Regions from separate parts of the Mus musculus genome. Here all the other regions are linked to region 2. A link is a contact called in public HiChIP or PLAC-seq, Micro-C, capture Hi-C and promoter capture Hi-C data. All regions are on one chromosome and are shown on one strand. Each heading gives the region's core, a stretch centred on a gene start, on an enhancer-like site or on the middle of the called end of the contact. The rest is flanking DNA. Distances are from core to core; before and after follow the strand shown.

Region 1 (3,736 bases), core at 972-3,471, 880 kb after region 2:
CAGGGATGTGACTTGCATTTGCATACAGGACTTAAGCACTTCTAAGCTTTGTCTACCTCCTGTATAAAATGGGGATAGCAGTACCACGCCTACCTCTTTGATTGTTGTGAGAGCTAAAATGAGTAAATGTGTGTAGAGGGATATGAACAGTGCCTGGCACGCTGCGACTACCAAGCAAACGTTCCTGACTATAAAAGGAAAACCGTTTTACACAAATGTCCCGTTGCCGTCACAGCAGCTTAGTGAGATGGCTTACCGTTTTTCTCTGCTTTTCAGATGAGGGGTGAGAGCTAAATAACTTGATCAAGGTCACAGCACAGGAGTTGGCAGAGACCTTATCTCCTGATACTGCCACCTGCCCACACACAAACGGCCACATGGCAACTCTCATCACGCTTGTGCTGGGACTATGGAGAGCTCTGGCACCTCTCTTGTCACTTATACCCTCTCCCAGACACTATACTATACTATAGGTACAGGGTTGATGCAGTGTGAGAGCCAAATACACACACACACACACACACACACACACACACACAGCATCCTAGCCCAAGGTACAGAGTCACCCATGACCCGGATGATACTGTCTCATTCACACGGCAAAGCAGGCATTCACAGACAGGGACGAGTGGATACAGGGAGTGTGCACGCAGCAGAGTGTGTGTGACACACAGGCAGCACACACTCATCGGGTTGGAATGCACGTAGAGAATCACATCACGTCAGATACCTCACACACACACACACACACACACACCCGCTCTCTGGGCCTCACCATCTCCCCCAGCTCTGTCTCCAAGTCGCTTTTCTCCACGCACAGTTTCTCGTAAGCCTGGATCATCTCCCCGAGCTGCTCCTCCTGCTCCTTACTCTTCTGCAACTGGGTAGGCCCGGAGAGGTGTGCCAGGGTCAGGACCAGCCTTGACAGGGAGCAGAGGGGGCTCCCAACCTCCCCAACCCTATTCCCAATAGAAACAGGAAGCGCTGAAGCTGATTTAGGGAAGGCGGGGGCAGGGCGGGGTTGAGGGCAAAGTGAGGGAAGCAGGAGGCTAAGGGAGTGGGGTTGGCTGGGAAGCGAAGCAAGGGCTTACCTCGTGTTGGAATTGGTTGAGTCGTTGCTGCAGACTGACCTTCTCCACCTCCAGCAGGGAGCCATCCTTGAGTTCATACAGAGGGAAGCCATGCTCCTCTCCAAAATCAGTGATCAGCGGATACTGTGGGAGGGTCGTCCTCTGAGAAGCCTGGCTTCCCATCCCAGGACCGCTCTGTCCCCCAACCCCACTGCCAGCTTCACAGGCGCCTCTCCCCGCCCCCTCCAATGGGACCCACCACTCCAAAGCTGGGCTCCTCCTCCACCCCTGAGATTGGCTGCAGGAGCAGAGCTCCTCATCCCCAAGGCAGCCACTTCTTCAGGGACCAGGCAGCCTCCAGTGCTGGCCACCTCTTGGGACCCTCCTGCCCTTGCAGGCAACTACAAGCTCAGCTCGCCATCACATCTAGGTTCTGACCTTGATCTCATAGACTTTGAGGCGACGGCGGAGGGTGGCATTCTCCCTCTCCAGGCCTCCTAGCCTTTCCTTGATGTCTCCGTAGGCTGTGATGAGGGCAAAGTGGGAGGCAGAACACATGTCCCCTCCCAGGGACGGGTCTCCAGGACCATCCAGCCACACCTCACTGGGCCCCAAGGCCTCTTGGGTCAGGATGCTGATGTCATCTTCAAACATGGACTCCATGGTAAGGGCTTCAGCCCACCCTGGGCCTCCTGAGAGTGCAGGAACAGAGTAAAGAGGACCACCTGCTCTTTGTTCCCAACTCTTCCATGCTGGTCTGAGGAACCTGTGGTAGCTGGGGAGCTTCAGCCAAGAGACAGATCTCACAACTAACTCTCTCTCTCTCTTCTCTCTCAAGTTTCTGCCCTATCCCCTGCTGTGACTGCTTATAGAAGGAAATGGAACCAGATAGACGTCATGAGTGGAGTGGGGGACAACTGATAAACAGGACCAAGGATCAGGGGCAGGGAGGAGAGACCTGTGGACAGATGGGAGGGAGGGCTGCTGTCCCAGCATTGGCACAGCCCAGAACCTGCCTAGACTACTCGGCTTGGTCTCCTCCCCAGACCTCCCTTTTCCCCAAGTACCTCGACAGCCGCCAAGATTCCCATCCCAGGCCTCTGTCGCCTGCTCCTAAGGAAGGCTAGTCCCGCTAGGCAGCCTGGCCTCTGTGGCCCCCGCCCAACTTCCTCCCGCAGGATCCCAGAGTTCAGGAAAAGGAAGTGCCTCCCCAAGTGCGCCGGGGCTGTGGCAACCGTCCAGGCGCAGACCTACAGGAAGTCCTTGGCTGAGTGTCAGAGGCAGCAAACTGGGCAAGGGGGCCTAGGAGAACCGAGACCATTAAGGGAGACTCCAGCTTGTCCTATTGTGCCTGCACTCAGGGAAATGGGGAGCCCTGGGAGGGGGGCAGGAATGACTCAGGGCTCCCAAAACGAGTAGGCAGCGAGGGGGTGCGTGTGTACATCTCCGGGCCCTTGTTTATGAATGTGTGGCTGTGGCTGCCATGTGGGGGGGAGTGTGTGTCTGTGAATGAGTGTAGGTGTGCCGCCGTCAATGAGTGCTTTTGCGGGGCGGAGGACCGGGGTCAGCGCGGAGTTCGGGAGTGACCAGAGGTTGTGTATGTGTGTGTGTGTACGTGTGTGTGCGCGCGCGCGCGTGTGAGCACGCGTGCGTGAGCGTGTGGGTAGGGTGGGCACGTTCGGGCCGAGTGTCACGTGAGGCACTATGGGAATGTCCGAGGTGTGTGCGCGCGCTGGAGCGTGTGTGCGCTCCGGCGAGGGGGCTCGGTCCGAAGGCGCGAGTTCCGACAGTGCAGGCCTCGGGTCCCCCATCCCCCAGCCTCGGCTAAGTGCCGGAGCGACAGACGCGTGTGACAGGTCTGAGTAAGGAGCGTGTGCGCGTGTTTGAAGGGCTGGCCCCACCTTTAACCCTCTCTTGCCCACGCCACCCCTCCCCCTACTCTGCCGACCAGAGCTCACTACACACCCCACCCCCATCCCTGCCCACGATCTCCGGCCATCACCCCCACTCTCGAGGACTCCGTGTCCCCACACACCCCGGCCGTGCGACCCGAGCTGCCTTCCTCCGCATCCTGGGGCCGCGCGCCGAGCGCCCGCGCAGGCTACTGGGGAGGGGGCGCCCGTCCCCGCCTGGCCCCTCCGGCGGCCCCTTTAAGAGCGGCTCTTTAAACCCCCTCGGGCTCGGCGGACAGAAACTGTCGCCCCTCCCCTCTGTGGGGCCGAGACCGCGCAGCCCCCTCCCCCACCGCGGCCGGGCTCCGGGCGGGCTACTGAGCGGCAGCCGCCCCGCAGGCCGGAGGCTGCGGGCAGCGGCGCAGGACCCTTCCCCACTCTGCTCCCGGGCGCAGCGCCCGCCCACCCGCGCCCGGGCCCCGGCCTCCCGCGCCCCAAGCCGCCCCGGCCCGCCGCGCCCCTCCCCCTCCCCCAGCCCGGGCCCCGGCCCGCACTCACGGCTGCCGCGGGCTCCTGCTCGCAGTCGCAGCGCACCCCTCCGCCGGCTCCCTCCCCTGACGGGCCCCAGCGCCCCCACCCCCTGGCACCGCGCGCCGCTCCGCGCCCTGCCGCCGCCGCCGGGTCTCTCCCCACCCCCTCCCCTCCCCTCCCGGCCCCCTCCCTCCCGCTCGCCCGCCCCGCTCCTCCTCCGCCGCCGCCGCCGCCGTCTCCTCC
Region 2 (3,926 bases), core at 408-2,907:
TCTTTAAAAAATCATTTTGAAATCGCCATAATGTGAAGAAATATGGCGCTTCGCCCTCGTATTTCACACGTAATGACACGAGATGGCTTCATTTAGAAAGACAAGCGGGCGGGACTGTGTGTGTGCTCTCGGAGGTGATCCGCAGCCTTCCACTGGGCAGTAGGGGTACTGGCTAAAAACATATTGACCCCCAAGTTAGAACGGTTCCACTTTTTCTAAAAGAAGGGGAGGCTAAGGAGGGAGTCATGGCCCCCGGAGCAGTCTGCCTAATAACGGTCCAGACTCAGAGAATAGCCAAGAAATCTGTCTTTAAACCTAACCCGAGGAAACCAAGCCTGTCTAGGGGCCCGGCCTCCCAGAGCACCACACCGGGGGAGGCGCCTGCACCCAGGCAGAAGCTGTAGAGGCAAGAGCTGGGAGAGCCGCCAGGAAACCAGCCCGTGGCCTCGGGGGAGTCCCTGCGCAGGGCCGCAGATTAGCTGCTAATAAAATGCACTATTTGTAATCTCCACGAGAGGATTGTAGGCGAGAAGGCGGCGGGTGGGGGAAACGGACTGATGCCGGGGACTCCTCTGTACTTGCTACCGTCCTATGTCAGTATTTGGACCTTTTCCAGAGCGGCAATTCCGGGTGAAAAGCGCTAGAGTGCTGAGAATTTAGCTGGCCTCTTTCCCTTTTTGGATGGAAAGGAAGGTAACCCGGTGTTCCTTACTGTGCCGTTTGGGGAGTCTTCTTCCCCTTCTCCTTTAATCATTTCCCACATTAGCCCTCTCATCTGGACATTTTTAAGGGTCTCAGAGATTCCTGGATGAAGGACAAGAAATGACCATGGACCCAGCCTTTCACAAAGGCCCAAGAAAAATTTTAAGGAGTTAAACAAGACTGGTTAGTCTCCCGAAACTCTAGTTCCAGGGCCTGGTGTGTCTCTTTGGCCTTAGGCAGGCTATAATTTCAAGACAGATAATGATTCTTTGGACACTAGTCCCCTTTCGCCTCTCTCAGCTGCTAAAGGATCAAGGGAAGAGCCTAGTCACGTAAATCTCCCCAAATTGTGCCCTGAACCCCCTCCAAAGAGGATAACTGTCCTATAAAAGCCCCAACTTCTTTCTCATCCTTTTACTTCATCTCCTGTGGGTCGCTGTACTGCTGTTGTTTAATAAACATCTCTGTCAAGGGGACAGAGGACAGGAAATGAGGGCCCGCGGGGTGGAGGTGGAGGTGTTGGGGGGGGGCGACAAGACTACCTCCTCTTTAATTACCCTGTCGGGCCTCTCCCGCAGCTCTGAGGCTGGGGCGCTCTCCCTCCCTGTATGCTGGTCCTCCCCCCCCCCCCAATCTGCCTGGGGAGAGGGCTCCTCAGCCTGCGTCCCTCCTGAGGCAGCCCGCTGCTTGCCTCCGCCTCTCCTCCGCCCCCATCGCCCCATGTTGAGAACCCCCCTTCCTGTAAAAGCGGGAGGGGCCCGGGCGGCCCGGCAGCTCAGGCTGAGGTTACGTGGCCGCCGGAGCCCTGACGTGATAGCACATTGCATCAGCATAAAACAATCCATCCTGGATATGGAATGCGGTGAGGACGGATGACAGCGCGAGCGCAGCCCCCTCGCCCGATTGATTTATGTCGGAGCTGACGCTTTATCAGGCAGTCCGCAAAACTTTGACCAATCATTTTGCAAGGAGCTCCGAGCCGGGCTGCTCCACTGTACTTTGTTGGCTGAGAAGTTGAGCAGGGGGTGGGGGTGGGAGGGTGGGGGTCTGGGGGGGGTCGCGTCCGAAAGCCCTCTGCACCGGGTCCGTGTGCCACCTTTTCCCTGCTTGGGCGCCGCGGCGCGAGCGCTTCCCTTCCCCCTGCGAGCGCGCGGATAATGTCTGAGAATGTCCATTTCTGGGACGCTTAGCAGCTATTATGTCGACTCGATCATAAGTCACGAGAGCGAGGACGCGCCTCCAGCCAAGTTTCCTTCGGGCCAGTACGCGAACCCGCGGCAGCCGGGCCACGCCGAGCACCTGGACTTCCCCTCGTGCAGCTTCCAGCCCAAAGCGCCGGTGTTCGGCGCCTCCTGGGCGCCGCTGAGCCCGCACGCCTCGGGGAGCCTGCCGTCTGTCTACCACCCCTACCTGCAGCCCCAGGGCGCGCCGGCGGCCGAAAGCAGGTACCTCCGCACCTGGCTAGAGCCGGCGCCGCGCGCCGAGGCCGCCCCGGGGCAGGGCCAGGCGGCCGTGAAGGCGGAGCCGCTGCTGGGCGCGCCGGGGGAGCTGCTCAAACAGGGCACGCCCGAGTACAGTTTGGAAACTTCGGCGGGCAGGGAGGCTGTCCTGTCTAATCAAAGAGCTGGCTACGGGGACAATAAAATTTGCGAAGGAAGCGAGGACAAAGAGAGGCCGGATCAAAGTAAGTTATAAAAAAAAAAAAAAGTGAGGAAATCCCCCCCAGGCTGCAGGCCAGGCCCGGGGGAGGGGAGGGGAGAGGCCATAAAGCGGACAATGTAAAGGGACAGAGCGCCTGGGGCCGCAGGGCTAGAGTGGGTGGAGGGAAGAGGAAGGAAGGGGCTGGCAAAGCAAAAAGCTGGGTGTCCAGGAGGGGGACACTGAGGCTACCCCCCACTCCTCCTTGTGGCGCAGGGACTGAGACTCAGGGACCAAGTCTCTCTAGTCCTTCATTCTTCCCCAGGCTCGGGCTGGAAAAAGGGAGAGGGACCTGCGATAGAACTGTAGGAGGCCGGGCCGATGGCCAGCGCGGCCCGGAGCCCGCGCGGGCACGGGGCCGAAGAGCACTCGGCAGAGCCGCCTGCGCCACGCGCAGACCGTCCCTGCCGGCCAAGGGGAAGGGGGAGGGGGCTCATTAGGATTTTATTTGCGATGCAACAGCTTGGCGGAGGATTGTTCCTAGCAGATCTCACGCAGTAGCCGCGTCGGGTCGGCAGCAGGCGCCGGGAGGGGCGGGGGAAGCCCAGGATGCGGTGACGGAGCCCCCTCCCCGGTGCGCCGGCCCCTCCCCGGGAGCCTTCCCTCCGGGGGTCCCCCGCCCTTCTAGGGCATCCTCGACAGGACGGCCGTTTCTCCTCCTGCGGTTGCACGCTGATCTCCGCGGGGCTTCCGATCACTTAGGCCGGGCAGTTCACCTCTCCGAGAGTCTAGGCATCACTTGCTAAAGACAGGGCCTCCCTCTAGAATGGAGGAGAAGACACCCAAAGGGACCCCGGGGGAGGGAGGGGGAGGACTGCGCAGGGGCGGAGAACTCTACCCTTGGTGGAGAGTTTCTTACCACCTCCCACTCCTAAAAGCACCCTTGCTAAAATAAAACCCCAAGTGGAAACTGCTGCTGGCTGAGAGTAGAGGAGGCTTACTTTTAGGGGTTTGTTTTTAAGGATGGGGAAGACAAACTGGTTTGGGGCTCGCTCTTGGTCCCAAACAATACGGGACAAACTGACAGGTCAACTCCTCACCTCTTCCTCCTCTGGGCAAATAGTTTGGTCCTTGCTCGCCCTATTGGATGCCCCACCAACAGAGAGGCCAATGGGTCCTCTGGGGGCATGCTTGCCCTCTGAAAAGCAAGGAGAGACACTATTCCCCTGTGACCCTTGTGGTCCCCTCATACCTCCAACTTGCCAGGCTGAGTTATTAAGGAGCTCATATCCCCAAAACAGCTCCTCCCAAAGCTCCAGAAAACACCCAAACAGACCCCTCACCCCATGGCCCCAGACTAGGCCTGAGTTGCCCATCATTGCAAGGCAGCCATTTGGCTAGGCTCAATTATTAACAGTTTTTTTTTTTGTTTCCTCTTTCATATTTAATGAAAGAGGAAAAGGCTGCGGGTCCCATCCCAGACAATCACATTAAGGGAATAGCGCTGCAAATTGGCAGGACACGCTACTTAGTGTAGGATGAAGTGAATTTTAAAATATACATAGATATTCAGAGCTTTTCACTTG
Region 3 (4,100 bases), core at 1,022-3,521, 560 kb after region 2:
AGAGAAAGCATTGCTGAAGGACCAGAATATTTATGCTTTTTTGTTTTTAAATCTTCCACAAGACAAATCAAGGCCACTGCTCTGCCACTTCAGCCAGCAGGCTACCCTCCTCAGTGCCAGACCCTGGACCCCACCCTGGCACAACACAAGGGCTGAGCTCCCTGACGGCCCCAGACGACAGCACACCCCGTGGAGCGAAAGCCACATTCACTTTTCCCTTTTTGACACCTCACCTCGCAAAGTTGAGCCGTTCGATCGTTCCTAACACAGTCCAGGCGCTCAGGGCCCTCAACTTACTTCACCACAGCCCATACACAGTCACTTTCGGATTCACATTAGTTGTCCTCTATGGAGATCCACTGCAGGCTGCTCACACCAACAGCTGATGGAGTCTTTCTTTCCTCCTTTTTTTTTTCCCCCCCTTCTCCTTCCTAAGGTTTATTTTCTTTGGCTGGAGCTACAGGTCTTTGTCTTGGGTCAGAGTGTCCCGCCTCCTCTGCACTTACCAGGGGGGTTTCCAGAGAACCCTGAAATGGGAATCACAGAACAACAAGATAAGATTCCACACTCTTCACTTCATGGTCAGGGTAAGAAGCTCGGGCAGAGAGTAGGAAACACGTGTAAAGGTTACTTTTACACGGAAAAGCCAAGCCAAACCTGCTGTGCCAACTATGAAAGGAAAAGGAAGGAAAGAAGCACCCTAAATACTAAATATTAAATCTGCCACACTTCCTAAAAGGTCTTATTTGAAGCAGACTGTGCGTGCAAGGCATTCAAAACTTTCTTACACTTTGTCTCATTTACCAACACTCTTAATAGAACACATTACCCAGTTTCTAATTTTAGCACAAGAAGTCCATTTCCTATCCTTAAAAAAATTTGGTTTCCCATGTCATTGTCCTTTCCAACTCTAAAGAGAAGACAGAGATTATTACTGAGAGACTGTGAAAAAATACATGAAAATGTTCAGGCCTCCATTTCATATGCCTTTTTGTTATTCCAACTTTTGAAATCTCATTTCCCCTTTCCTATCATTCTTTCATTCGTTAATTAATTAATTTATTTTTTTAAATAAAAGACCAGCCTAATAGCACAGGCCACTCAGAACGTTGAAACGTTAAGATCAGGGGTTTAAGACCAGCCTGGTTTCAATAGTAAAATAAAAGAATGTCCAGGACAAGGATACAGATCACGGGTGCCTGGTTAGAGGCCCTAGGTCCAATCCCCAGTATGGCAAAATAAAAGAACAGGGTAGGGTACAGGAGGACAGTGGAAGATTGTGGAGCCGTGCTCCACCTGGAATTTGAATTCACAGGTTTTAGCTTTATTCACATGACCTTCTGAGCCAAAGCAGAAGGATATGGCCAAGTTCTCGATCTCACTTGCCAAGTGGGGAGAAGGTAAATTTGCCTTCCCATTTCTGATTTCTACTTTTGAGCTTCCATTAAATTCCTAAACTCCTCTACTGTGGCCCACTATCAACTTCGCTCTAAAGGTGAAGTGGGAGCGACACGTAGGAGACACACACACCCACGAATACCCTCATTCGGTTGAGTAAACATCCCTGCTTTTGAAACCCGCCCGTCCTCGCGCAATTTACTACTAAAACTTCCCAAGAGCCACTTAAAGTTTGAGAGAGCAGACAAAGTTCTTCAAAGCCCACAAGGCCAAAGAGAGAGCGCTCCGGCCCCAGTCCGGTCCCACCCTGCCGTACCCGAGTCTGGATGAGACCAAGCTGCCATGCCCACTCTCGCCGACGCGCCTCCAAGCTTTCTGGGACACGGAGCGACAAGTGCTACTTTGCTGGCCTTGACCCACCCTTAAAAGCGAGCCTCACCCCGCCCTCCGTTCCCCAGGCCCCACCCCGCTCGCGAGCCCAGCCTCACCACGCCCTCCCATGCCCTCGGCCCTTCTCAGTCCAGCCCACCCAGGAACACGCTTTCTGGTCGGCCCCGCGTTTCTTTCCGGCCGTGTCCAGGGCCCGAGCCCGATCAAGACCCCTCTCGGCCTCCCGGGTCCCGCCTCCTGCTCCTCAACCACATCTCGCCGCCCCTTATCCCACAAGCTTTCGGCCCTGTTGCACCGCGGCTATCTCGTTGGGGAAGGGAATTAGAGCAGGTACCCGCTGCTGAGGTCACAGTCTGTCGCTGCCGCCACAGCAGGCCCTCAGCCCAAGTCCCGGCCTCGCCACCGCCGCCGTCGCCGCCACCTCCGGCCGGCCTGGAGCGCCCAGCCTCGGCTTCCCTCCCCGCCCCCTCCTTCCACTGCACTCGGAAACCCGCCCGCCACGGCCACCCCAGAAACAGTTGGTCCAATCAGATAGCCGGGACTAGAGTCGTCACCGGATGTCACTTTGATTGACAGCAAAGAAAACCCAATAGTCGAGTTTGTGTCTGCCCACTCGGCACAGTCCTCCCGAGACTGACGTGGAGAGAAGTCCAATGAGTGTGCAGGCCCGCCCCCCGGTATGGACCCACCAATGAGTGAGGCGAAGGCCCTAGTGTCCGGCATTCTGAACCTCTCCGCTGCGGGTTGGAGGTGGGCGGTGTTGTAAGTTAGGTGATTCTAGCTCATTGTGTGCCTAGGAATGCGGTCCTTTAAGGCAGATAATGGAGCATTGACGCCGGAGCCCGAGATTCCGTCCTTGAGGGTCCCCACGGTGACTTGTAAAAGTCCAGTGAGATCCGAGGGGGGGGCCGAGGCGGAGTACGGAGCATGTGGCTCTGATGGTCGCGACGTTCGTGTCGCCATCTTGAGTCCTGGCAACGGAAACCGGTACCCCCTGTCTGCCTTAGAGCCTGGTGTAACCTGTTCGTCAGGCAGGAAGGGTGGCATCTTGTAGCCCAGGCAACAGTCAGGTCGTGGAAACTGCGGGGCAGACGAGGGCCTTAGAGAAATGTTGGTAGTGTGATAGATAGGACATAGTAACTCGTTTTTGCCATCAAAGAAACACCGGGAAGAGCCCCTCCCCTTCCTCTAACCTCGCACACAGCTTAGTTTTTGCTTTTCAGGAACGTTCCATCGTTGCCAGAGTTCCCCATACAACTATAGTACCAAAACATTTTTTGTGACTCAAATATAAGTGTGCTCTCAACATCATTTATTAGATTCCAAATTACAAAGCCTTTGTGAGATTCTTGTTCAGTGACCCTGTGGTAGGGGCCTGATAACGTTCCCTATAAGTAATTCTGATACAGCTGGTCCGAAGACCACATGTAGGAAATCATTGTATTGAAGTTTGTACTGTGTAGCTGTGGGACAGAGGTGAGATGCCAACTGAGTTCTTGTCTCCTTTTAAGAGGCCATAATCTAGTTGACAGTTCATTATTCGCTGTCCTTGTGCAATTAAGGACAAGGCCAACTGATAATGCAGCAGATAAGTTCACTTCACGCTGTGCTAGGAGAGTTAGCACCAATATGGAGGGGTTCTCAGAATGTAAAGTACGTTTCACAGATATAATATGCACCAAGAATTCAACTGATTCTTACAAAAATTATTAAGCTACCACATACCTTTTTAAATGGAAACAAATTATTTTGAGCTAGTTAACACTTTCAAAGACTGTTTTTACTTCATCGTTTTTTAGTGTGTCCCAATAAATTACTAGAATACAAAATTTATGAAAACTAGACATTTGTGTATTAATTGTTGGGTCTTCAAAACAACAGGCATAGTGTCCCATGCCTTTAATCCTGGCACTCTTGGAATCTTTGTGAACTCAAGGGCATTCTCATGTACGAAGAGTTCAAGATCAGCCAGGGCTACAAGTGTTGGGTTTCAGAGGGGTTATTTTACTTTACAAAGTAGACCTGGCCTCCAGGTCCTCCCAGCATTCCTCAGTCCTTACCTGGCATACTCACCCTCTACACAGACTCCCCACAGGCTCTTCCCTGTACAATCCAGACATTTAGTTCTCTTGGCCCCTCCCTTCTCTTTTCTCTCCCTCTGCACTTGTTTCTCTTTCTCTTCTCCCCTCCCCTCTGTCTCCCTCCCCCTGACCTTGTGGCTCCGGACCAGTGAACTCACCTGCCTGGAAGCAGTTTCCCAATAAACCTGCTTACATATACCCTGATCTGGCTTGAGTTGGCTCGTTTCACCG
Region 4 (4,024 bases), core at 1,321-3,820, 680 kb before region 2:
GTAGGTACTTCACAGATTTTAGTGTGTCCTCCCTTCTAACTCATCCCTCTAGGGAGGAGCCAGGTGCTACATGCAGACTGGGCTGACCAGGTAGGGTGGAGGCTTTCCCTTCCCGCAGCCGCTTCATCACCCACCCACCCTCCGCAGCAGCCCCGACGCTCATGCTGCCCATTTGTTGCCTACGCTGCTGCATCCCTATTAGGAGCATTAGCCAGCCGGGCGGCTCCGGTTACAGACGTCTGAATGACAAAGTGCCTCCATTACCGGCGCGGCCGGCCAGCAGACTCTGGTTGCGCTCTGGTTTCAGAACTCTCGCAGCGGCGCAGGAAGAGGCTCGGTCCGCGGCGGAACACAGAACCGGCTCTAACTGAATAACCTGGGGAAAGCAGAGATGGAAAACAGAGCCATAGGGGCTCAAGTCCAAAGGTTCTGTCAAGGTTCAGTGGCCACGCCCTCACCCCTCCAGGATCAGAACTACGCAGCGCCCCAGGCCCTCTTCCCTAGCCAACCATAACAAGGACCAAGAAGCACCTCTAACCAGAAGCGTTAGTTAGCAAACACTCTTGCAGTCACTCCCAAGTCCCCGGAGGACGCCACAAGGACTGACAGCTCCAGGGAACCATGTTTGGGCTTGAGAAGGGTTTTCCATCCGCTTGCCTCCATATCTCACCTCCTGCCTATCCTTTGGAATGGTGTCACCCATATCCCTACTGTGAAACGAAGCGAACCAGCTGCCGCCCCCTCCCCACCTGCGCGCGCCCAGGGAGTTCAGAGCTGGAACGAGGTGACCATCCAGCCACACGACTCTGGCTTGAGATCGTGACCAACTTGCTTAAACTTCGAAGTCCCTGCCTCCTTATCAGTAAGATGGAGATGGGGGGGGGGGGTGTACAGTGCTCGGATGTGGAAAGGGTGGAGGGAAGAGTGAGGAGAGGACGTCACTTTCATTGCCAACCTTCCTTAAGATCTGGTCAGAAATACCCAGAGTACTCAGGTTCATAGAAGGAGGACCTAATGACCTTAGCCGGAGTTGGTGTCTCCGAACAGCAATCCGACAAGAATCCCAGGCATCCAAGTGGCCCCTGTCTCATTTGAGAAGCGTTCATTGACTTTCACCGAAAGCCTGGCCAGGTGTGGGCGGGATGATGATCCTATTAAGTTCTGGACCGGAAGGAGCACGGAGGGCTCAGGGCCCGTGGCGGCTTAACTTAGAAGGGACTCAGTGCGCAGCCCAAGGCGCGCACGCAGCTCCCAACAGCAATCCCTCGCCCGCAGTGCCCCCTGCGGGTCGCCTGGGGTTTTGCATCCCCTAGCTGTGCGCTGCCGGAACCATCACAGCCTTGAGAGTCCCAGCGCTCCGCATCTCGAGAGCTGGCCGGCGTTTAATAGGGTAGGGGGATGCCCCGGCTCTGTCTCTCCGGGTCCACTGAGTTGCTTCAAACCACGTGAAAGGTTTGTCAAGGAACTACCCTAGAAGCGGATTTGCCATAGTGAAGTGAGCGCTCTCTTCCCTGCCTGGGATGCCCAGACGCAATTCCCGGACTGGGCGAGGCCGCTAGAAAGAGCGCTAGAACCCACGCGGGAAACGTCTGTGACTGGGCTGTCCTCATCGCATCGTCCTTGAGTAGACAGACAGGCGGGGCCCCGAGCACTTTAGGGTATGCACCTTCTTTCCATTTCTCTATCTCTTTTGTGGTTGTCTCTTTTCTGCCCTCCATAAAGCCCACTTCTCTCTCTTCAACCTCTCTGCCACTCCCGAATCGCTCCTTTCGATGCCCCTCCCCCCCATTGTCTGGCCGGTCCCCATTGTCCATACTGGGTCCCCTCTGCCTCCAGTCCCTCCAGCTGCCTCCCGCATTGTTCCGTCTCTAGCCCCTCACATCTTTAGTGCCGATCTCTTTCCCTTCCTTCTCTCTGCCCTACAACTCCCCAGGGACTAAGATGCTAAAGAGAAAACTCCCCTCGGGATCCCAAAATTCACACGCTGTCGTCAAAAGAACCCAGGCGCCCGAGATTCCCAAACCTCCCTCCACCCCACTCGAGACTGCTCCCAGTCTCCTACACCGCACCCGTCGTAGTGCTCAAGAACCAGCAGCAGCAAGCAGAACCAAGAACGGGTGTCGTTGCAACAGTCCTGTCTGCATCTCTATCCTGGGACTGGGTCGCCTCTGCGCTCTGAAAGTCCTAGAAGCTAGGAGCGCCCCTGTGGGTCATGATCCCGCAGCTCCTCCGCCACCCGTTGCCAGCATCTGGGACCTTAACGTCTTATTCTGTTCCCTGGGTGGTGGCACCCACATCCCCTTGGGGTTCAGCTCTTTGAAAAGGTTAACGGAGGTCCCTCCTACTAATCACTTACCCCTAGAAGCAGCAGCAGCAGCAGCAGCAGGCGCAGCCGGTCCATGGCGCTGCAGGCAGCACCTGCCCTCCTCATTGCTCGCCTCCGGCGACAGCGCTCAGCTTCTAGCTCAGTCCGCTCTGCGGACCGATGGTGCTGCGCGCTGAGCTGAGCTGCGCTGCGCTGCGCTCCAGCGCCCGCTGCCCGCCGGAGCTGGCGGAGGCTCCACTCGCTCTGGCTGCTAGCGGGCGGGAGCAGCTGGGTGAAGGCAATGCAGCAGCCCCGCCTCCTCCCCGCCCAGCCCGCCCAACTCCCCCCCCCCCCCAACCCCTCCGGAACCGCGCCCGCCCGGCTGCCTAGGGTGGGGAGTCCAGAGCAGTCAAGTGAGGCGTGAGAGGAGCCGCACCCGTGTGCCCCGCTGTGGCTTCTCAGTGGGCTGCCCCACGTACCCAGGGCACCTCCGGTTATGCTGAGCATAAGATGCTTCGGATCCAACGGGGGCCATTGCTCTCCTACTGATGAAGCCTGCCTCGGGGTTAACTCTCTTAAACATCTTTAGCCTAATTGCCTACCTAGCCCTTATTCCGAAAATGAGGCTGCCCTCCTTTTATGGTTGGATACACACCTTATTCCATTCTCTCTCTGTTCCAACTTGTGGAGGGATATGTTCCTTGGGGCCTTCAAGGTGAAATCTATCCCAATATCATAATTTGGGATATCTGTCTGACACTGTTTCTCTGTCTCTGTCTCTGTCTCTCTGTCCCTGTCTCCCCCTCTCCTACACACACACACACATACACACACACACACATGATAGAACCTAGGACCACACACACACACACACACACACACACACACACATGATAGAACCTAGGACCACACACACACACATGCTAAGCAAGCATTGTATCACAGAACTCTATCTCCAGCCTTTCATGAGCTTGAATGAGTCACAGGTGTGCACATAAACCCCAGGAATACACAAACACACTCTCAAGTGCACCTGTACGTGTGTGTGTTGACGTACTGACATCTGCCTATACCGTCCCTCAGGCATTCATATAGACCTGCTCATCCTACAAGGGCTCCTAACACAGACCAGACATACATCAATGCACACAGGCTGACATTCACATATACACTCCTACACACTCACATGTGTGCACTGCACAGTGGTAGTCACACAAGCCCACATCTGTATTTTGCCCTCAAATGCACACACACACACACACACACACACACACACACACACACACACACACAGAGTATACAGACAACACACAAACATGATTACATGAGTTTGTGAGTTTCCTACGGGCAGGGACAGTAGTGTCTTCTCTGACCACCCAAGTGTTCAGTCATGGAGGGGATTCAAGGGGAGAGCTGTTGAATGGATTCAACATCCACAGACTCATCCGTGAGCTGTGTAGGCCTTCTGAGGATCACACTGGCCATGCTCTAGAAGCGTGGCACATCAAACCACCTGTATGCCAAGGAATGTGCAGTCAGTCTTTCAGAAGAAACACCGCCCCGCCCTTCTCTGGTTCCCAGACATCGAAGGCCCTGGTACAGAACTGTGTGGGGACAGTCTATCCCAGCACCAGATGTTAGCTATGTCTGGACTCCAGTTCCTCTTCAAAAAAATACAGTCCCAAAATAATAGAAACAAGGGACAGACCAAGAGCATTT
Region 5 (3,996 bases), core at 367-2,866, 730 kb after region 2:
AGGAATGACCAGAATCCAGAGGGGTAGCCAGAGGAGGCTTCCAGGAGACAGTCGGTCGGAACACAGAAACAAACAAAAGATTTTTATTTCTGCATTGTGAGTGTTTTGCTTCCGTGTATGTTTTGTGCACCACGTGTGTTTCTGGTCCCCAAATATGCCAGAAAAAGTTGTTGGGTCCCCTAGAACTGGAGTCGCAGTCAGTCATGAGCTATCACATGCGCACTGAGGCTCAGCCCCTGGTCTACTGGAAGAGCAGCCGGTGTTCTTATCCACCGAGCCATCTGTAAGTCCGGCTGGCCAAAAAAATATGCAGTGATTCTCCTGCCTCAGTCTCCAGAGAGCTTCAATTACAGGTTGAGTCACCATACCCTCCTTGAACACGGTTCTGAAGATAAAGACAGGACTAGGGAGGTGAGGGGGTTCACCCTCTGTAGTGCAGAGGGTAATGTGGGGCCATAGGCTCCAGGGGCCTCCCAGCAGCAATGCTGGAGGGGGGTGATACAGGAGAGGATCCCACATAGGAACCGCCCCCCACCCCCTTCAGAGATGACCACTTGGCATTCAGAGAAATGGGCTCAGAGAAGAAAGACAATGCTCGCTCAAGATCACCTAGCAGCTAACCACAAAGCGGAAGCCAGAAACCAGACTTCAAGACTCCTGGGTGCTCTACCCTCTCCAGCTGGCATATGCTTTGATAGCCTAACCTAGGGCTGTTGTCAGAAGGTTCCAGAAGCCTGTCATCCTCAGAGTGGGCTGTTAGAGCAGGGGAAAGTACCTTAATCTCTTCAGGCCTCTTTTTCCCCATCTGTACTTTGGGCTTTCATCTAAAGAGGGGAAGTCCTTCTCTGGGGGGCATGACGCTGACAGGGTTTGCAGGGTTTTGGTAGGTAGGTAGGGATGGATGGATTGATGGACAACGGGGAGGCAAGCAGGGACCAGGGAGGAAAGGGATTTTCTCCCAAAAGAGCTTGATTTGAGAATTAAGGGTGAGAGAAAAAGAGAAGGTAGATTTGCATGTGATTTACATGTCAATTGTGTGAATTCCAGGCCACGTGTTCTCTGGAATCTCCCTGGCTCCTGCTCCCTTGGCTGTGGTTTCCCCACCTGCTCGAGAGCCTCTTGGCTGCCCCTTGTGTGGCCATAGCTGGGGAAAGTGGGTTCATCAATTGGCCACTGGCTTCCCCAATACCAACCAAATTTCCTTAGATCCTTCCTAAGGCCTGGTCCGCAGCCTTCCTCACTTCCCAGCGTGGCTCCCAGGAGGTCCCCCTTAGGCTTGGTGGAAGACTCGGGGACTGGCTCAGGCTAGCCCGGTGCTCAGCACTCCGAGGCCTCTTGCCTCTCTGCCTTTCCCTACGGAGACCCCCGGGAAGAGCAACTCAGCAGGAGCCCCGCGGGGCCTTGCCCTGGCCGCTGCCCTCCAGGGCGGGTGAGAGTGGACCCTGAACCCCAACTCGCCGCGCCCTCTGCAAGGCCGGGGTGTTCGGCTGCAGTGGGCCGGCGAAGAGCTGTCCCCTCCCACTGGAGCCAAATAATTGCCTCCTGCTTTGTTGTGTGGTGTCTGGGGCCCGGGGCCTCTCATTTGTGGGGACGTGCTGTGGCGAGAGCCTCCCTGCGTAATTACCCTCCTCCCCATCGCCGCCGCCGCCGCCACTGAGCCTCCTGCGTCCGCTGGGCCTTACTCACCCCCGCCTGGCCGGCCTGCTGCTCCCCCGCGGCCCAGACGCAGGCAACTCCCTCCCGGTCCAAGCTGTCCTTTCCCGGCAGAGAACGTTTCTGCTTCTCTCCCCCCATCCCCCTTCTCCATACAACCAACACACACACACACACACACACACACACACACACACGTCTGGGGAAAAGCAGGGCAGGACAGGGTATTTCTAATCTGAATGCAACAGTCCCTCTTGGGCCTTCACTGGGGCTGACTGAGAAACTGGGTCCAGGGCACGCGCCTCGCTTTGCGCAACATCTGGACAGCTGCACCTGTCGGGGCCTGTCCCCAGTTAAGGCTGGAGCTCCTTACGACCCTGATACCTAAAAGAACACACCCTAGCCAAACTCCTGCCACCGCCCCCCCCCCCGCGCCCCTTTCCCTTTCCCTTTATCCCAGCCACTTGTTTGGTATAAAGGAAAGAGAGGCAAAAAGGAGAAAGAGTGCCCGTGAACACACTCGTGCCTCCAGGAAAATAAAAAAGCTGAGGGGCTGCGGAAAACAAAACAAAACAAAACAAAACAAAAAAAAACTCCCCCAACAAAGAAAAGGTCAAGCAAGGAGGCAAAGGGGGGAATTACAAATTTAGGCACAGAGCAGAGAGATGCAGACGTGCTACTTCTCAAGAAATAGATCGACAGAACAACTCCTGTTCTTGGAATGTTTGATTAAATATTGAGTCTACTTGGCGACTGGACCAATGACATTGAATGGGGGGGGGGGACGACAGCAAGAAGTACCAGGCTGAGCAAAACCATTGTTTGTTTGTTTGTTTGTTAGAGGGTCTCACTATGTGGCCCTGGCTGACCTAGAACTCACAGAACTCTGCCTACCCCTGCTTCCTAAATGTTGGGAATAAAGGTGTGCACCTCCATGACCCATCTAGCCAGCACTCTTTTATTGATTGATTGATTGTATATGAGTACACTGTAGTTGTACAAATGGTTGTAAGCCACCATGTGGTTGCTGGGATTTGAACTCAGGACCTTCGGAAGAGCAGTCAGTACTCTTATCCACTAAGCCATCTCACCAGCCTTAGCCAGCACCCTTAAATGATGAAGAGACAGTTGCAAATCACAATAGGGCTGGGGCATGGAAGTGGGGAGCTGTCCGTCTCTTCTGGGACCAGAACAACCATAAACCATCAGTAAGACAGATGTAGGACCAATGTCTGCAAGCACTTTCCGAGTGCAGAAACCGTTCACTCATCCACAAAGTATTTATGAGCACCGAGCCATGGACCAGACTCACTTGGTGCTTGCTTGAGTACTGAAGAGGGCTGTGGACTCCCGTAGGAGGATGCTCACCCAAGGAGTGACCCCTCTGTTCAATGTGTTACAGATGATAGATTCAGGGAGTTAGAATTTGTCAGGAAACTGTGGAAGGTTCCATTCAGTCAGTGAAGATAAACTTAGTACAGAGGGGGCCGGGGAGTTCAGACCCTGAAAGGGATGACCCTTCCTGAGGTGACACAGGGTGTCCATGTCTGGAATAGCTGTGAGTTCTGAGGTGACAGATAGGAGAAAAAGAAAAGCAGATATTTTAAATATTTGATATCTGGAGCAGGTGCCTGCAGCCCATCCCTGCATGGGAATTAGGGTTCCTTTGCAGTGGAAGCAAGCTGAGGACCCCTGAGGGTGTCCCCACTCCCTTGGCTTCCAGGCTGGCTGGTCTATAGCACCCTGGGATTTTGACTTCAATTCCTCCTTGGACTTTTCCACACCCAGGTTATCAGGAAGTCTAGCTCAAAGCTACCTCCCTCAGTGCAGGGGAGGAAAGCCGTGCCCCTATCCTTTTCCTGGGTGGGGGAGAGACAAGCAGGGATGTCATTACATGAGGTGGGGACATGTGGATCCTTTGCAAACACCCCTGCACCTGTCCCAGCATCCTCTTTTAGACCCTGGGGCAGAAGTGGAAGATGAAAGGGACAGAGCTGACAATGGAATGGCAGAAGAGGGTGACACCCAGACTGGACTGAGTGAGGATTTGGGGAGCAGATAGAGGAGGCGGGGCCGAGGAGAGCTGGACTCCCTTTAACATCAAACCACCCATTGGCTTTCCCCAAAGTAGGAGAGAGAGTGTGACCACGCTGAGTATTGAGTGTAGACTACAATACAATGAGACAGACTTCTGTATCCCATTCAACAGTGAACAACCTCACCTTCCCCACGCATGAGGCCGGAGGTTTGATCTCCAACATAAAGTAGGCATGGTGGTCCAAGCCTATAACCCCAACACCGAGGCCATAGAGGCAAGAGGACCAAAGGTGCTTGGTCATCCTC
Region 6 (3,691 bases), core at 803-3,302, 650 kb after region 2:
CTATCATGGCCCAACCTAGTCGCTCGTCTGTTTTTTTTTTTTTTAAAGATTTATTTATTTATTATATGTAAGTACACTGTAGCTGTCTTCAGACACTCCAGAAGAGTGGAGTCAGATCTTGTTACAGATGGTTGTGAGCCACCATGTGGTTGCTGGGATTTGAACTCCGGACCTTTGGAAGAGCAGTCGGGTGCTCTTACCCACTGAGCCATCTCACCAGCCCCGCTCGTCTGTTTTTAACTTTATTTACTCTGTATGCACATAAATGTATGTATGCACATGTGCCACAGCTCACAAGTGGAGGTCAGACGACAACTTTTGAGATCTAAGCCTCTCCTTCCATCACAGGGGTCCTGATGCTGACCTCAGGTCATCAGACTTGCCGGTAAGAACATTTACCTACTGAGCCATCCTGCTGGCTCTCAGTTCCTTTCCATCTCTCTGTACCTCAGTTTCCCCACACATCAGATGAGGCCCTATGCACCGAGCCTTGTGCCTCGCAGTGGCTCACAAAACCTTAGTGATTTCATCTTAACAAAGACAAGTATAAAATAGCAGCGGGGATGGAACAAATGCTCCATGGTGAGCGGTGTCCTACTGGTTCTTCTCAGGACTCGAGGACAAACTGGCACACCCAGGTAGATGCAGCGGGTGCCCATACACTATGAATACATGGTGGCCCGTGCCTGGCAGGCACTTGGGAGGACTCACCAGTGTCCATCAAAGGACTGAATACTCCCTCTCCTTTAAAACAAATCTTTCAACCGCTTAATTTCTCTCAAGCAACAACAGTATCAGAAATTCTGACTCTGAGTTCTTCTCAAGTTGTCAGAAAGGAAAACAGCAGACACCAGAATTCCTCCAGGGGCTGAGGTCGGCAAACACCCTCTTAAGGACGTGTTACCAGTGGACTGGCGTATCTGGTGAACACAAGGGCCAGGGGCTGTACACACCCCCAGAAGTGACAGAATGAGGGATGTAAGCCAGATGCAGAGACTGCCTGGTCACTAAAAGGTCTTCTTGTCTCTCTGTCATTTTCTTTTGAAATAGTGTCTCTCCATGTAGTCCTGGCTGCCCTGGTGCTTGCTATGTGGCCAAGGCCTGCCTCTGCCTTCTGAGTGCTAAGACTAAAGGTTTTTTGGGGGGGTGGGGGTGGGGGGCGGGGAGTACTAGGCTGGTACTTGCTATGCAAGCCAGGCTGTCTGAGAACTGCCACCAATCCTCCTGCCTCGGCCTCCCAAGTATTATGGTTACCAGTGTGAACCACCATGGTTGGCATAAAAGGTCTGTATGTGAGTCTTAGGGCCCTCTTCTCCCTAAATCCAAGGAGAGAAACTTTTTAAATAGATGGGAGAGGATTACCCACCCCAAATAATGCAAAATGCATGAAGACAGAACCAAACAGACTTAGGTTTCAAATGGATCAGCCATTTGCTTAACTGTCCATCTTTAACACTATCCATTTGTCCTGTGTGCCTGAATACGATTTGATACTACGTGAGAAACGTTAAAAGTAGAAAACACGGAGCCAGTACAGACTTTCCATGCTTCCTTCCTTGCAGAGCAAACAGTTCGCTGGAGTAAAGCACCTCAGCTGGGACTTTCACAGCTCCTGGCTGCTGGTTGGTGACAGGGGGCAACTAGCAGACCTCCCCCGAGAGCCGACCGCGCGGGGGCGCCCTCTCCTACCGAGCAGCTTGCTGGTCTGGATGTCGATGGGCACGTGCTGATGGTCCTGGTGGGAAATACGACCGGGAGGGAGGGCGTGAACGCGGGAAGGCGATGCGCCTCGCGCGCGCTCATTCCACGAGTCCAACCGCCACCCTGCAGGGGCAGAGCACCCGACAGAGGACGGGAGGACTTGAGGAGGCAGGACAGGAATCCCAGAGAAGACCCAGTTTCTCCAGCCCTGGTCCCCACACCTGCATCCTTTCTCCACTTCCGCTTCCGGCCAAAGACCCCGGCCCAGCCTAGCACCAATCCTGAGCGGCTGTGCTTGAGCCTCAGTTCCGAAACAAACCGGCCTCCTTCAGCCACGTCGCCGTCTTCAGCGGAGCCAATCCAAGACCACGCTCCGCCCCTCTGCTGAAAGCCCCGCCCATCACGATGTTCTGATTGGTTGAGTACCGGAGGGGCGGGAGAATAGCTGACAGCCAATGGAAGGCGAGAGGCGGGCTCCGGCCGGGTGATCTCCAGGAAGGGATGTTACACTTGCACGATGGCGGTAGGGGGCACCCAAGAGCCGTTTTAGGCTGCTTTTTCATCAGCCTGGCGCGGAGCCCCCAGCTAGAGAACGAACACATGCGCGGAACAGGTCCTAGCACCTTCCCGATGGCGTTTCGAAAGTAGTTAAAAAAAATACTTTCTTCCCACCATTTTCTCCCTTTACCACATATAGAAGGTCACAGGTCTCTTGAGGCTCTCGTCACATTTTGTCCTCCCATTTATGATAAATACGATTTTTGAGCACCCGATTCTTGTTGGACGACTGGGACAGGGAAGGGAGAGGAAGCAACACTCATTGAATAGTAAACAAAAAGTTGCGTGGTGGCACACGCCTTTAATCCCAGCAGGGAGGCAGAGGCAGGCGGATTTCTGAGTTCGAGGCCAGCCTGATCTACAAAGTGAGTTCCAGGACAGCCAGGGCTATACAGAGAAACCCTGTCTCGAAAAGCCAAAAAAAAAAAAAAAAAAAAAAAAAAAAGTTGCAGAAGGAAGGATGATGGCGGGTGTTCCTGGTGGAGTGGAAAGGCTGTTTCTGATGGAAGAGACTGCACAAACTTTAAAACTACAGCTGCAAGAGTGGTTCAGGGAAAGACAAGCAGGGGAGACCGGCAAAATATACGTGGTCCAAGACAAAGTGAAGTGCAAGGTCCCTTGTTTCACGAGGGATCTCAAGAGGACACTACACAGGTCTCCCACCTATAGCTGACCTCAGACCCACCTCTATACAGTAAAAGGTTTAAGGCAGTGACCCGGGAGGAGGCTGTAAAAATATAAGGATCGTAACAAAGAGTCCCTCATTAAGGAACTTGGACTTCACACTGCAGACAGAGAGGAACCACTGAAGGGTTTGGTACAAGGAAGGACATAACACATATTGGTTAGGAGGATGGGCTAATGGGCAATAAGGCTGTGTCCAGAGCAACTAGGAGGCTGTAAGGGAGAGGTTGGGCCTCACCTAGGTCAGAAGCTGTAGGGAGGAGATAAGCAGAATTTAGGAGGAAAACAGACAGGCGTTGGCAATAGATTGGCCAAATGGGTGAGGAGGGAGGACTCAAACATGACACTCAAGCTGGGCAGTGGCGGCACACGCCTTCAATCCCAGCGCTTGGGAGACAGAGGCAGGCAGATTTCTGGGTTCAAATTCAGCCTGGTCTACAAAGTGAGTTCCAGCAAAGCCAGACCTACACAGAGAAACCCTGTCTCCAAAAACAAAGCACACACACACACACACACACACACACACACAAAGATGACACTGAAGTGTTGAGTGGGAGTGCCACCACCTGAGATAATGACACCAGTTGTGGAGCATGTGTTGGAGAGGAGGGGCTTTGAACTTGTGGAGTTGGCAATGCTGGGGACTGTCAAGCGGACAGTGTGCAGAAGGTACTCAAGTCTGTATTTAGACTGCAGACAGTCATTAGCCTGAAAAGAAAGACAGCTTGGAAAGTCACAAACTGAGTTG

Evidence for each region. Promoter capture Hi-C pulls out the DNA fragments that hold promoters and counts their contacts. A called contact is a pair of places that touch in the nucleus more often than the background predicts. HiChIP or PLAC-seq counts read pairs in DNA pulled down with a chosen protein or histone mark. Capture Hi-C pulls out chosen DNA fragments and counts their contacts.
Region 1: a contact with region 2 is called in a promoter capture Hi-C map of embryonic stem cells, with 2.5 times the contacts expected there. The contact joins the promoter of Tbkbp1 here to the promoter of Hoxb9 in region 2. A contact is called at or near these places in 3 of 39 promoter capture datasets (the 3T3-L1 cell line and embryonic stem cells), 1 of 484 Hi-C or Micro-C datasets (cortical neurons), 2 of 115 datasets of contacts at active chromatin or transcription factors (forebrain and stem cell-derived neural progenitor cells) and 1 of 9 other capture datasets (embryonic stem cells).
Region 3: a contact with region 2 is called in an H3K4me3 HiChIP or PLAC-seq map of neural tube, with 3 times the contacts expected there. The contact joins the promoter of Nfe2l1 here to the promoter of Hoxb9 in region 2. A contact is called at or near these places in 11 of 39 promoter capture datasets (the 3T3-L1 cell line, the SN4741 cell line, cranial neural crest and 6 more), 1 of 484 Hi-C or Micro-C datasets (Sertoli cells), 18 of 115 datasets of contacts at active chromatin or transcription factors (astrocytes, craniofacial prominence, embryonic basal ganglia and 12 more) and 3 of 9 other capture datasets (adipose tissue, embryonic stem cells and macrophages).
Region 4: a contact with region 2 is called in a Micro-C map of embryonic stem cells, with 1.8 times the contacts expected there. The contact joins the promoter of Ngfr here to the promoter of Hoxb9 in region 2. A contact is called at or near these places in 1 of 39 promoter capture datasets (liver) and 1 of 484 Hi-C or Micro-C datasets (embryonic stem cells).
Region 5: a contact with region 2 is called in a promoter capture Hi-C map of embryonic stem cells, with 4 times the contacts expected there. The contact joins the enhancer-like site here to the promoter of Hoxb9 in region 2. A contact is called at or near these places in 8 of 39 promoter capture datasets (3T3-L1-derived adipocytes, the C10 cell line, cranial neural crest and 2 more) and 2 of 115 datasets of contacts at active chromatin or transcription factors (embryonic forebrain and neural tube).
Region 6: a contact with region 2 is called in a capture Hi-C map of embryonic stem cells, with 5 times the contacts expected there. The contact joins the promoter of Cdk5rap3 here to the promoter of Hoxb9 in region 2. A contact is called at or near these places in 1 of 39 promoter capture datasets (embryonic stem cells), 19 of 484 Hi-C or Micro-C datasets (CD4 T cells, CD4 single positive thymocytes, Th1 cells and 13 more), 17 of 115 datasets of contacts at active chromatin or transcription factors (astrocytes, bone marrow-derived macrophages, craniofacial prominence and 14 more) and 4 of 9 other capture datasets (adipose tissue, embryonic stem cells, liver and 1 more).

The regions. Positions count from the first base shown.
Region 1 is chr11:97,147,854-97,151,589 of GRCm38.p6, forward strand. Tbkbp1 (TBK1 binding protein 1) reads right to left here and starts at 2,222. Exons shown (of 10, transcript NM_001372531.1): 1 at 2,138-2,222; 2 at 1,509-1,762; 3 at 1,092-1,214; 4 at 776-880. The coding sequence starts at 1,733.
Region 2 is chr11:96,269,673-96,273,598 of GRCm38.p6, forward strand. It overlaps Hoxb9 (homeobox B9), which reads left to right and starts at 1,658. Exons shown (of 2, transcript NM_008270.2): 1 at 1,658-2,386. The coding sequence starts at 1,870.
Region 3 is chr11:96,827,697-96,831,796 of GRCm38.p6, forward strand. Nfe2l1 (nuclear factor, erythroid derived 2,-like 1) reads right to left here and starts at 2,272. Exons shown (of 5, transcript NM_008686.3): 1 at 2,123-2,272; 2 at 1-527. The coding sequence starts at 11.
Region 4 is chr11:95,585,128-95,589,151 of GRCm38.p6, forward strand. It overlaps Ngfr (nerve growth factor receptor (TNFR superfamily, member 16)), which reads right to left and starts at 2,571. Exons shown (of 6, transcript NM_033217.3): 1 at 2,357-2,571. The coding sequence starts at 2,431.
Region 5 is chr11:96,995,910-96,999,905 of GRCm38.p6, forward strand. No RefSeq gene overlaps it. Among named protein-coding and RNA genes, the nearest start is that of Gm51916, 9.4 kb to the left of the region's middle. Within about 2 kb of position 1,617, at least 139 of the 459 cell types and tissues checked have an H3K27ac peak or open chromatin away from gene starts, as enhancers often do. A contact at or near this core is called in embryonic forebrain, embryonic stem cells and stem cell-derived epiblast-like cells, where this site is marked.
Region 6 is chr11:96,914,462-96,918,152 of GRCm38.p6, forward strand. It overlaps Cdk5rap3 (CDK5 regulatory subunit associated protein 3), which reads right to left and starts at 2,053. Exons shown (of 14, transcript NM_030248.2): 1 at 1,923-2,053; 2 at 1,690-1,735. The coding sequence starts at 1,928.